Linked DNA regions of Sus scrofa: region 1 is linked to region 2. Evidence: chromatin contacts called from public Hi-C data. All regions are on one chromosome and are shown on one strand. Each heading gives the region's core, a stretch centred on a gene start, on an enhancer-like site or on the middle of the called end of the contact. The rest is flanking DNA. Distances are from core to core; before and after follow the strand shown.

What was found. Hi-C and Micro-C count contacts between places; a contact is called where the count stands out from the background.
Region 1: a Hi-C map of embryonic fibroblasts shows a contact between it and region 2, with 12 times the contacts expected there. The contact joins the enhancer-like site here to the promoter of FAM214B in region 2. A contact is called at or near these places in 1 of 5 promoter capture datasets (liver), 17 of 47 Hi-C or Micro-C datasets (alveolar macrophages, embryonic fibroblasts, fetal liver and 7 more) and 1 of 2 datasets of contacts at active chromatin or transcription factors (skeletal muscle).

Annotation. Positions count from the first base shown.
Region 1 is chr1:235,997,256-236,002,037 of Sscrofa11.1, forward strand. UNC13B (protein unc-13 homolog B) reads left to right here. Exons shown (of 39, transcript XM_021065583.1): 7 at 1,730-1,787. Among named protein-coding and RNA genes, the nearest start is that of UNC13B, 81 kb to the left of the region's middle. Within about 2 kb of position 2,671, at least 2 of the 83 cell types and tissues checked have an H3K27ac peak or open chromatin away from gene starts, as enhancers often do.
Region 2 is chr1:235,905,436-235,909,811 of Sscrofa11.1, forward strand. FAM214B (protein FAM214B) reads right to left here and starts at 1,707. Exons shown (of 9, transcript XM_013986310.2): 1 at 1,620-1,707.

The sequences.
Region 1 (4,782 bases), core at 1,421-3,920, 93 kb after region 2:
AATGTAATATGATTTGGTATCTATTTAGATTTTTGCATCTGTGTTCATAAATGAGATTCCATTGTAGTTTTCCTTACCTGTACTCTTTTTATTTTTTGTTTTATAAATTTTTTTCTCTTCTCAATATTATCAATTAGGCTCTAGTTGGTCTTCAGCTTTCTGCTTTGGACATGGAAAAGATTCATTAAATATGTCTTCTGGAAATGTTTACTCTCACCTATCAAGTTTCAATTCTTCTAACTTAATGCTTAAAGTTTTATGATTTCCTCACACTTATACCTGTGTATTGCCTATAACAATCAATCATTATTTATAATGGTTATTATAATAACCAGGTCTGTTTGTTTCTTTGGAGTGGGTTGCTTAACCTCCAAAAAGTTTTGAACATTTTTATGAGTGACAGGTTTATTAATACTATTATATTGTTTAAATTGTGCTTGATTTCTAATCCCTCCCTTAATGGAAGTAGTAATAGTGGTGTCTACTGCTGATGTAATGCAGTTTATTGTTTGTATTTTACATATAAAAGTGTATTTATATACAAAAAGTGTTTTGTATTTTGTATCTAACCACTTGAAATGCCCTTCTTTAATTCACATATATAAGCCACCATCACCTTTCAACAGGATAATTGTAATAATTAGTTTTATTTTCCCTCTTGTTCCTTACAGTTCTTAGAGAACATTCAGAGTGATTTTTAAAGTGTAATCAAGTCATAAACCCCTGGTGTTTAAAACTTTAAATAGATTCTTGATACACTAGGATAAAATCTAAACTCCTTACCATGATTTACAAACGCTTTTCCCCCAGTGCCTGGAACAAGGCCTTGCACGATATAGACATTCAAGAAATATCAGTTGAATGAAGGACTCATTCAGTGTTAAAGAAACTCTGTCTTGCCTAGAATCTCACAGATTATTAATAAATGGCAGAGTCAGGATGAAAAGTTAAGCTCTCATATTTGCAAGTTGCTGGACCATGCTGTGTTTTTCCAATCCTCCACTGAGTTCTGAACCAAACTACTTTGTTTTCCAGACTCTATGTATCTGTGTTAATTTGTTTGTACTTTTTTCTTTTTGTTTTACCTTCCAAATCCTGCCCATCTTTAACGAGGCTCACTTTTATACATCTTTCTTTTCATGGCTTCCGTACTCTGTTATTTTGTTGGGGTTTGTGGTGGTTTGTGTTGGGGAGGTTGGAGTATAATTGGGAAAGGAACTTTAGTAAATATCAGATGTTGTTATTACATACTTAAGTTATTTTACTGCCCACCTGACCTTGTGAGGGAAGAAACTTTATTATTATTTTTTTTTAATGAGAAAACTCAGTCTCAGAGAGGTTTTCAGTTTCATCACCCAAATGGGGAAATCTATACATTATCCATAGGAAAAGTCATCTGAGTTTTGTAAGGTTTCGAAGACTAAGCCTTCTACAGCTGCTGGCAGAGCTGGAGTTGTTCACAGATGCCTTTGGTCAGCACAGCCTCTCTGCTATCCTGCTTTAGTCTTGTCACATTGGGCCAATGCCATATCTGATAGTCTGACCTTGTATGTTAGGATCACATAGGGAAATCAGTAGCAGGATGATCTGTTTCTGTTTGATAAAAAATTTGACTTCAATTAAATGTGAAACCTTTTTATAGGTATTTATGCCTTTTTTTTTTTTTCCTCTTTACTTGGGCCTCTTATTATATATGTTTTTTTTTTTTTTTTCTCCTTTCTGCTTCTAGTATTCTAGCCAAGAAGAAAGCCAGAGGAAACCATTGCCTACTGCTGCCGCCCAGTGTTGTAAGTGAGAAACTTGTCTCTGAATCTCCTTAATCACAGCTTTCTGTCAGTTCTCCAAATATGGCTTATTTTGAGTTGAGGAGGGTAGAGATGTGATATGTATAAACAGAAGAAGCTCCAGAAACACACCTTATTCAGTCTGATACCTCCAATGGCTATTTGCTCTTTAGCTTTAAGAAGAGATGGGGTTTTTTTTTGTTTGTTTGTTTGTTTTGTTGTGTTTTTTTTTTTTTGTGACTGTAGGCAGGGCAGTGGTGTTCTTTTTTCTCCATTTGTCAGATTTACCCTTGGAGGAAAAACTTTTCCTAGTCTGTCCCTATATATCTGTTATTATTCTCTAAGGCTCAGTTTCAATGTTACCACTTTTGGGAAATCTTTATACTGTTTCTTCATTCTGCCATGTCTAGCTTAGGTCTTTCCTTTGCTTCCATAGTACCCTGTACATATATATATCATGTTGCCTCATATTGTATAATCTTTGTATAGTTCTTTGATAAAGACACCAAATTTTTTTTTTTTTTTTTTTTTTTTTTTTGTCTTTTGTTGTTGTTGCTATTTCTTGGGCCGCTCCCGCGGCATATGGAGGTTCCCAGCCTAGGGGTTGAATCGGAGCTGTAGCCACCGGCCTATGCCAGAGCCACAGCAACGCAGGATCCGAGCCGCGTCTGCAACCTACACCACAGCTCACGGCAACGCCGGATCGTTAACCCACTGAGCAAGGGCAGGGACCGAACCCGAAACCTCATGGTTCCTAGTCAGATTCGTTAACCACTGCGCCACGACGGGAACTCCAGATTAACTTTTCTAGACCACACAGATTCCTTCTTGAAATGAGCTGTGCGTTGTATATTGGTTATCTTCTCAGGTTCTCTCAGAACAGCTTGAAGAGACACCAAGGGACTGACTTGGAATCACTTCTCTTTCACTTTTTCAACCTGCGGGGGTGGATTTACGTATGTTGTGTTTCTTTTGTGTTGCTATAGTGTTTTGGAATCAGTGCTAAACTTATCAGCTGCAGGTTGAAAGTGGTGGTGGTGGTGATAGTGGTAGTAGTTACTGTAATAATACTAGTTAACGATAAGAACCATAACAGCTAACATATTTTGAGGTCTTAGAGTATGCCAGCCAGATGCTTCTCTAAGAGCTAAAATGTACTAACTTATTTAATTTCCACAGTAACCCTTAGACATAGATTTTACTGTCATTCTCATTTTTAAGATGAGGCATAAAGAGATTTTGTTATTTGACAATACAAGTAGTAAGTATGGAAGTAAATATTCAGATATAGGCAATCTGGTGCTGGAACCCATGTATCAAACCACTGTGTTATACTCCTTCCTTCGTATTTTTTCTGAAAAGGAAAACCTCCTTCATGCTTTGTAAATCCATTGGTTGCCTTCTATTCTATTGGCTACTTTTCCTGTTAAAAGTAAGACCACTGGCAGAGGTCAAACTTGTTTCTTTATTTAAAGAAAACCTATTTTTCATATGATTTATTACTTATTTTTTGCCATCTAGGAACTAGGATTTAGCATACATTTAGGGTAATAGGAGATCAGAAGAATCTAAATTGAAGACCAAGTTGTGAATTAAAGTCTATATAGGTCATTTCTAAAATGTATTGTAATGAGATAATTTTCACTTTTTTTTGAAAATTAAAAAAAAAAATTGATGTTTTAAATCTTTTAAATTTTTTCCAGGACTGCTAATGGGAAGTGAAATGGAATATTGAGATTTCTCTTTCCATTCCTTCCTGGGCCCATTTGATGAAATGCAGTTCAAGTGATTAAAGAGCAAATGACTGGAGGGCAGGAGGAAATAAAAGGCTATATAATCAGCAAGTTTATTAATGCTCATATATTTTTCATGTGTTTACCATTTATATGAAAATCTTTTTTATATCTTTTGACTACTCCCCTAATATATTTTTATTTTGAAAAATTTTAAACTCATAGAATAGTTGAAAGAACAGTAGTGTGAACACACATTTACCCTTTATTAGATTCACTAATTAACGTTTTGTCACAGTTGCTCCTCTATTTCTCTACCCCTCCTTTTCTGTCTCTGTATACACATACATAAAAATACACACATGTATTTTCTTATTAATTAATTAATTAATTAGCTTTTTAGGGCTTGCCTGAGGAATATGGAGGTTCCCAGGCTAAGGGTCAAATCGGAGCCATAGCCACCAGCCTATGCCACAACCACAGCAACGCAGGATCTGAGACACATCTGTGGCGTATACCACAGTTCACAGCAATGCTGGATTCTTAACCCACTGAGTGAGGCCAGGGATCAATCCCGAAACTTCATGGTTCCTAGTCGTATTCATTTCCACTGTGCCTTAACAGGAACTCCCACACATGTATTTTCTGAATCATTTGAATGTAACAGTCAGACTTATGACATATTAGCATGTGTTCCCTAAGAGTGAGAACAGTGTACATAACCAAAATAACCACTGTTAAAATCAGGAAACTTAACATTTATACAATGTATGGTCTATATTAAGAAAGCCTGAATTTTCCCCTAGGTTTTTTGTTTTTTAGTTTTGTTTTTTTTTTTTGCTTTTTAGGGCTGCACTCGTGGCATATGGAAGTTCCCAGGCTAGGGGTCAAATTGGAGCTACAGCTGCTGGCTTACACCAGTGCGGGATCTGAGCTGCATCTGTGACCTACACCACAGCTCACAGCAATACTGGATCCTTAACCCATTGAGCGAGGCTAGGGATTGAACCCACATCCTCGTCAGGTTTGTTAACCACTGAGCCATGAAGGGAATTCCTCCCCCACCACTGCACCAGCTGATCAAAGATCACATGTTTTATTTGGTTTTCCTGACACTTTACTCTCTTTGACTACTAATTTTAAAAATCTTAACTTTTTAATAACTTATGACACTGGATTTTTTTCCAGTTAAATATGCTTTATTTTAATTATAATGTCTAGTGTAGATGGTGGTATCCATTAATACAGGTTTCTGGGAAGCTTTC
Region 2 (4,376 bases), core at 457-2,956:
TCCTCAAAAGGCTTCAGCCTGCCCTCCTTTACCCCACCCTACCCCAAGGCTTTGTCTGGCCTCAGCACCCCCTCCTCCCCACCAACCCGTCTCTCAGCCAGAGGAGGCTGGCTTGGGGCCCCTTTCAGCAACACTGTCACACTCATTCAGCCACTGTGTGGAAAACAGGGCTTTCCCACCCTGTCCCAGCCAGCCCAGGGGCAAAATGAACTCTGGCCCTACACCAGGTCCCCTCAGGGAACCAGAGGAGCCCCCAAGTGGACTAGGCCCTAGTCTCAGTTTTGACAGTCAGCTTCCAGGTCAGGAGTATGGGGAGCCATTCCTTCTTCCTCCCCCAGCAGAGGCTGCAACCTCACATCCCTTCTCAAGTTCAAATGACAATAGTGACCCACCTCTCCAAACATGCATCAAAGACCCTTAGTACTTATTATTTTCCCCTCCTACAGACACCCAGAATTTTTGACGGTCGCAATGTTACCTACCCAGGAGAAGGAAAAGTGTGGGGAAATTTCATTTGTGGCAAGTGGTAAAAATGTGTCTACCATTCACTTGGGGGCCTGCTGGGAAAGACCTTGGTAGTAGTGAGGGTGGGGTCTGGGCCTTGCTGCTAATTATTAGGTCTCTGGCCACTGAGTACAAAGTCTGGGGCAGGCACAGCTCCTAGACATGCAAGGACCGGGCCAGGCCCCAGGGCGAGGAAGGAAGTGGGAAATGAGCACACCCAGAACATAAGGGCAGAGCAAAGTGGGGGAGGTGGGGGAAGACAGGGACCAAGGCAAGCTTCTAGAAGGAACAGGAACTAGAGTGGGGGGTTAACAGGAACAGAATGGGGGAAGGGTCCCCAGAGACACCAACGAAGGGGGAAAAAAAGAAACCAAAAAACCCAGACTCAGCCAGACAGATCCAGAGCTGCCTGAGAAGGTCGCACAAGCCCTAGTGGCAAGTGGGGCCTAGATCCTCTCTAAGAGTGCTCAGGCCTGAAGGTGGAGTTAGGAGTTGAGGAGCCAGGAGCACTGCAGACGGGCTTCTTCACCCCAGCAATTTCATCACCCTCATTCCTAAAACACAGGACACAAACATCTTCCTGGAATCTCTATAATGCCCCCACACTTTCTCAAAGCACTAGGGGTTCTTCCCTCCCCAGCTGGGGCCTGCAACCCCTTCCCTTCGCAGAGTGCCCACAGCCCCATCCCTTCTTCCTCCACACAGGCCATCTGTCCCTCCCACACTCTGGACCACCAGCCCTTCTCCATCACACAACACCCCCTCTTCCCTTTCCCCCTAAGCTCCTTCAGAGTCCCTCCTCCTCAAGTATCTTCTCCAACCCTCCACTTCAAGATAAAGACTTCACCCCCTACCTAGTACTTCCCACCCTCACAAAGCACTCCCGCCCCTCCCCCACAAGGGCTACCGGAGAATGCACCTCCTAGCCCACACAGTGAGCCCCAGCTCCTCCCCTAACTCTGCTTTACTCCACCCTACCCCAGCATTTCTCCCAATTCTCTCCTTCCCTAAAGCGATCCCCACCTCCTCATGTCTGCCCAAGCGCACCCCGGTCCTTGTCCCTTCTTCCACACGCACCCCACCCCACACCTGCAGTTCCGTGAGTCCCGCTGCACCTGGGGAGGTAGTGGATTGGGGCAGTTACACAGCTGCCCCAGCTGCAGCCTCCTCCGGCAAACCTCGCCCCTTTGGTGCGAGCCCCGCCCCCGCAACGACAAGACCCACCCTCCCCCTGTCCCACCTCCCACCTTCCCCCCCCACCCCGCTTGTCCTTTTTCCTAGTTTCTGTAATTCCTGGGGCTCCTCCCCTGTAATACAGGTCCCGCCCCCTCTAAGGCCCCGCCCCTTCTCGTCTTCTCGGCGTCTCCCCATTGAACACTGCTTGCCCGTCGTCCCCTCCAATCCCCGCCCCTTTTTGGTCTCCTTGCTTGTCACTAGGACCCGCCCACTCGGATTCCAGCCTGGCAGAACCGGTGCCAAGCTCCTTTCCAACGCTAGCCCCCTCAGATCTCTGAGCCTCTTCTCCCCCCGCCCCTTCTCCCACTAGCCTCACCCCGGCGCCCGCTCTCCAGCCGGGAACCGCTGGCTCTGATTGGTGGTGGTGGTCCCAATGGATGGTGGAGGAGACAAAGTGATGGCTGCAGGTCGCCTGAGGTCCCACCCCGGCCACGTGCGGCTTCTGTGATGACAGGTTTAGATGGGCGGGGCATGTGCCCTCTGTGTGAGGCCTAGGCTGACCGGATTAGGCTGGAGGTGGGGAGCCAGAGCCAGGGTCAAAGCGTTAGCCTGAAGGCGCCGAGCCTGAATGAGGCCCTCTCAAGCTTTTGCGCTGGTGTGAGCAGCCTGCGGAACTTGAGCCTCTTAGTGAAGCCGTCTGCGTTAGCGCGTGTATTTGCCTTAATGGGGGAGGTCTGTGGGACTTGCAAAGTAGCACAAGGGGTCTCAGGGTTCTGTAAAAATGCGCAAATCTGGTTGACGGGGTCTCAACTCTGTGAGGATGAATAATTTCTGCAGCCTACTCTGTTCAAGAGAGTCTGAATTCTGGGAGACAAGAAGTAAGAGTCAGATGTGTACCTGTAGAGATAGGTCAGAGAGTCGTCTGTGAAATTCATGAGCCTAAGTGTTACTACAGAGTAAGGGGAGCCTGCAATCACTGAAGAAAAGTAGAGCCTTTGCTTTGCACGTGTCAAATCAACTATGTGACAGGAGTTCTGTTGTGGCTCAGCGGTAACTAACCCGACTAGTATCCATGAGGATGCAGGTTCAGTCCCTGGCTTTGTTCAATCCTATGGGTTAAGGATCTGGTGTTGCTGTGGGCTGTGGTGTAGGCTGGCAGCTGCGGCAGCTCTGATTTGACCCGTAGTCTGGGAATTTCCATATGCCGTGGGTGCGGCCCTTTAAAAAAAAGGCAAAACAAAACACAACAAAACAAAAACTATGTGACATTTACACTTCTGTAATTTAATTAGCGTTTGATTCTACTCTCCAACTTCCCGCAACCCTTTGGGTTCTGGAGATAGCAATGGGGAGTCGATGCTTGCCAGCTACCGGTAGATGGCAGCACAGGGCCCTTGCAGAACTCAGAGCTTCTCTGTGGAGTTGGCAGTGCTGAGGACTATGAAGGATCAGACCTGTTAAATTTCTCTCTAAGTCTCAGATTCTTTAGGTCCCTGTGACTTTCTTTCTGTGAGTCGTTAAGATGCTTTTTACTGAACACCAAATGGTGTGCTAGGCAAAAAGTGAAAAAGAAACAAAATTTTTCTGCCCTGATGTGGCTTGTTTGTTTGTATCATCATACAAATACCTGTATAATCCTAGAGAGAGTAAAGTTGGAAGGGTTTTGTGTAGTGAAAAAAGCTCAAAGTTTGAGGTCACTGTGTTTGGCTCAGAACTTTGTTTTTTTGTTTGTTTGCTTGCTTGCTTTTTAGGATCGAACCTGTGGCATATGGAATTTCCCAGGCTAGGGGTTGAATTTGAGCAGCAGCTGCCAGCTTATGCCGCAGCCACAGCAATGGTGGGACCCAAGCCATGTCTTCAACCTACACCACAGCTCATGGCAACGGATCCTTAACCCACTGAATGAGACTAGGGGTCCCTCACAGATACCAGTCAGGCTGAGCCACAATGGGAACTCCCTCTTGTTTTTTAACAGCCACACTTGTGGCATATGGAAGTTCCCAGGCCAGAGATTGAATCTGAGCCACACCTCTGACCTATGCTGCAGCTGCAGCCACAGCAACGCCGGATGTACCCACCCATACCTCTGCATGGACCCAGATTGCTACAGTCAGATTCTTAACCCACTGTGCCACAATGAGAACTCCAAGTCTAGCCTCTAGTTCTAACAATATAGAGATATCTTCAAGGTTGTGGATCAAATAATCTCTAGATTTTTAAACAAAGGTCTCTTTGGAAATGTGTAGGAGATTATTAAGAGGTGCAGCCCCAGAGTTCTCCCGTGGTGCAGCATGTTAAGGATCCAGCATTGTCACTGCAGTAGCTAATTTCGCTGCTGTGGTGTAGGTTCAATCGCTGGCCCTAAAACTTCCACATGCCATAGGCACAACCAAAAAAAAAAAAAAACCCCAAAAAACAAAAAAGATATGCAGCTTTTTTCTCTTGAGGAGATAAGTGTTCTTTCTTCTGCTTTGCTGTATAAATTATGTGACATTTTATCCTAATTTTGCAGACATTTTCAGGCTACCTTATGTTGTAGGAGGAGAATGGGGTTCAAGAGAATGGTCATGTCCCAAGTCTTAGCCTAGTTCCTAGGATAGGCTACCAAGTGAAGGTCCTTGGCTTCACCCAGGAAAGAATTCAATAGTGAGCCATAGTAAAGTGAAAGCAGATTTATTTGGAGAGATATACTTTGC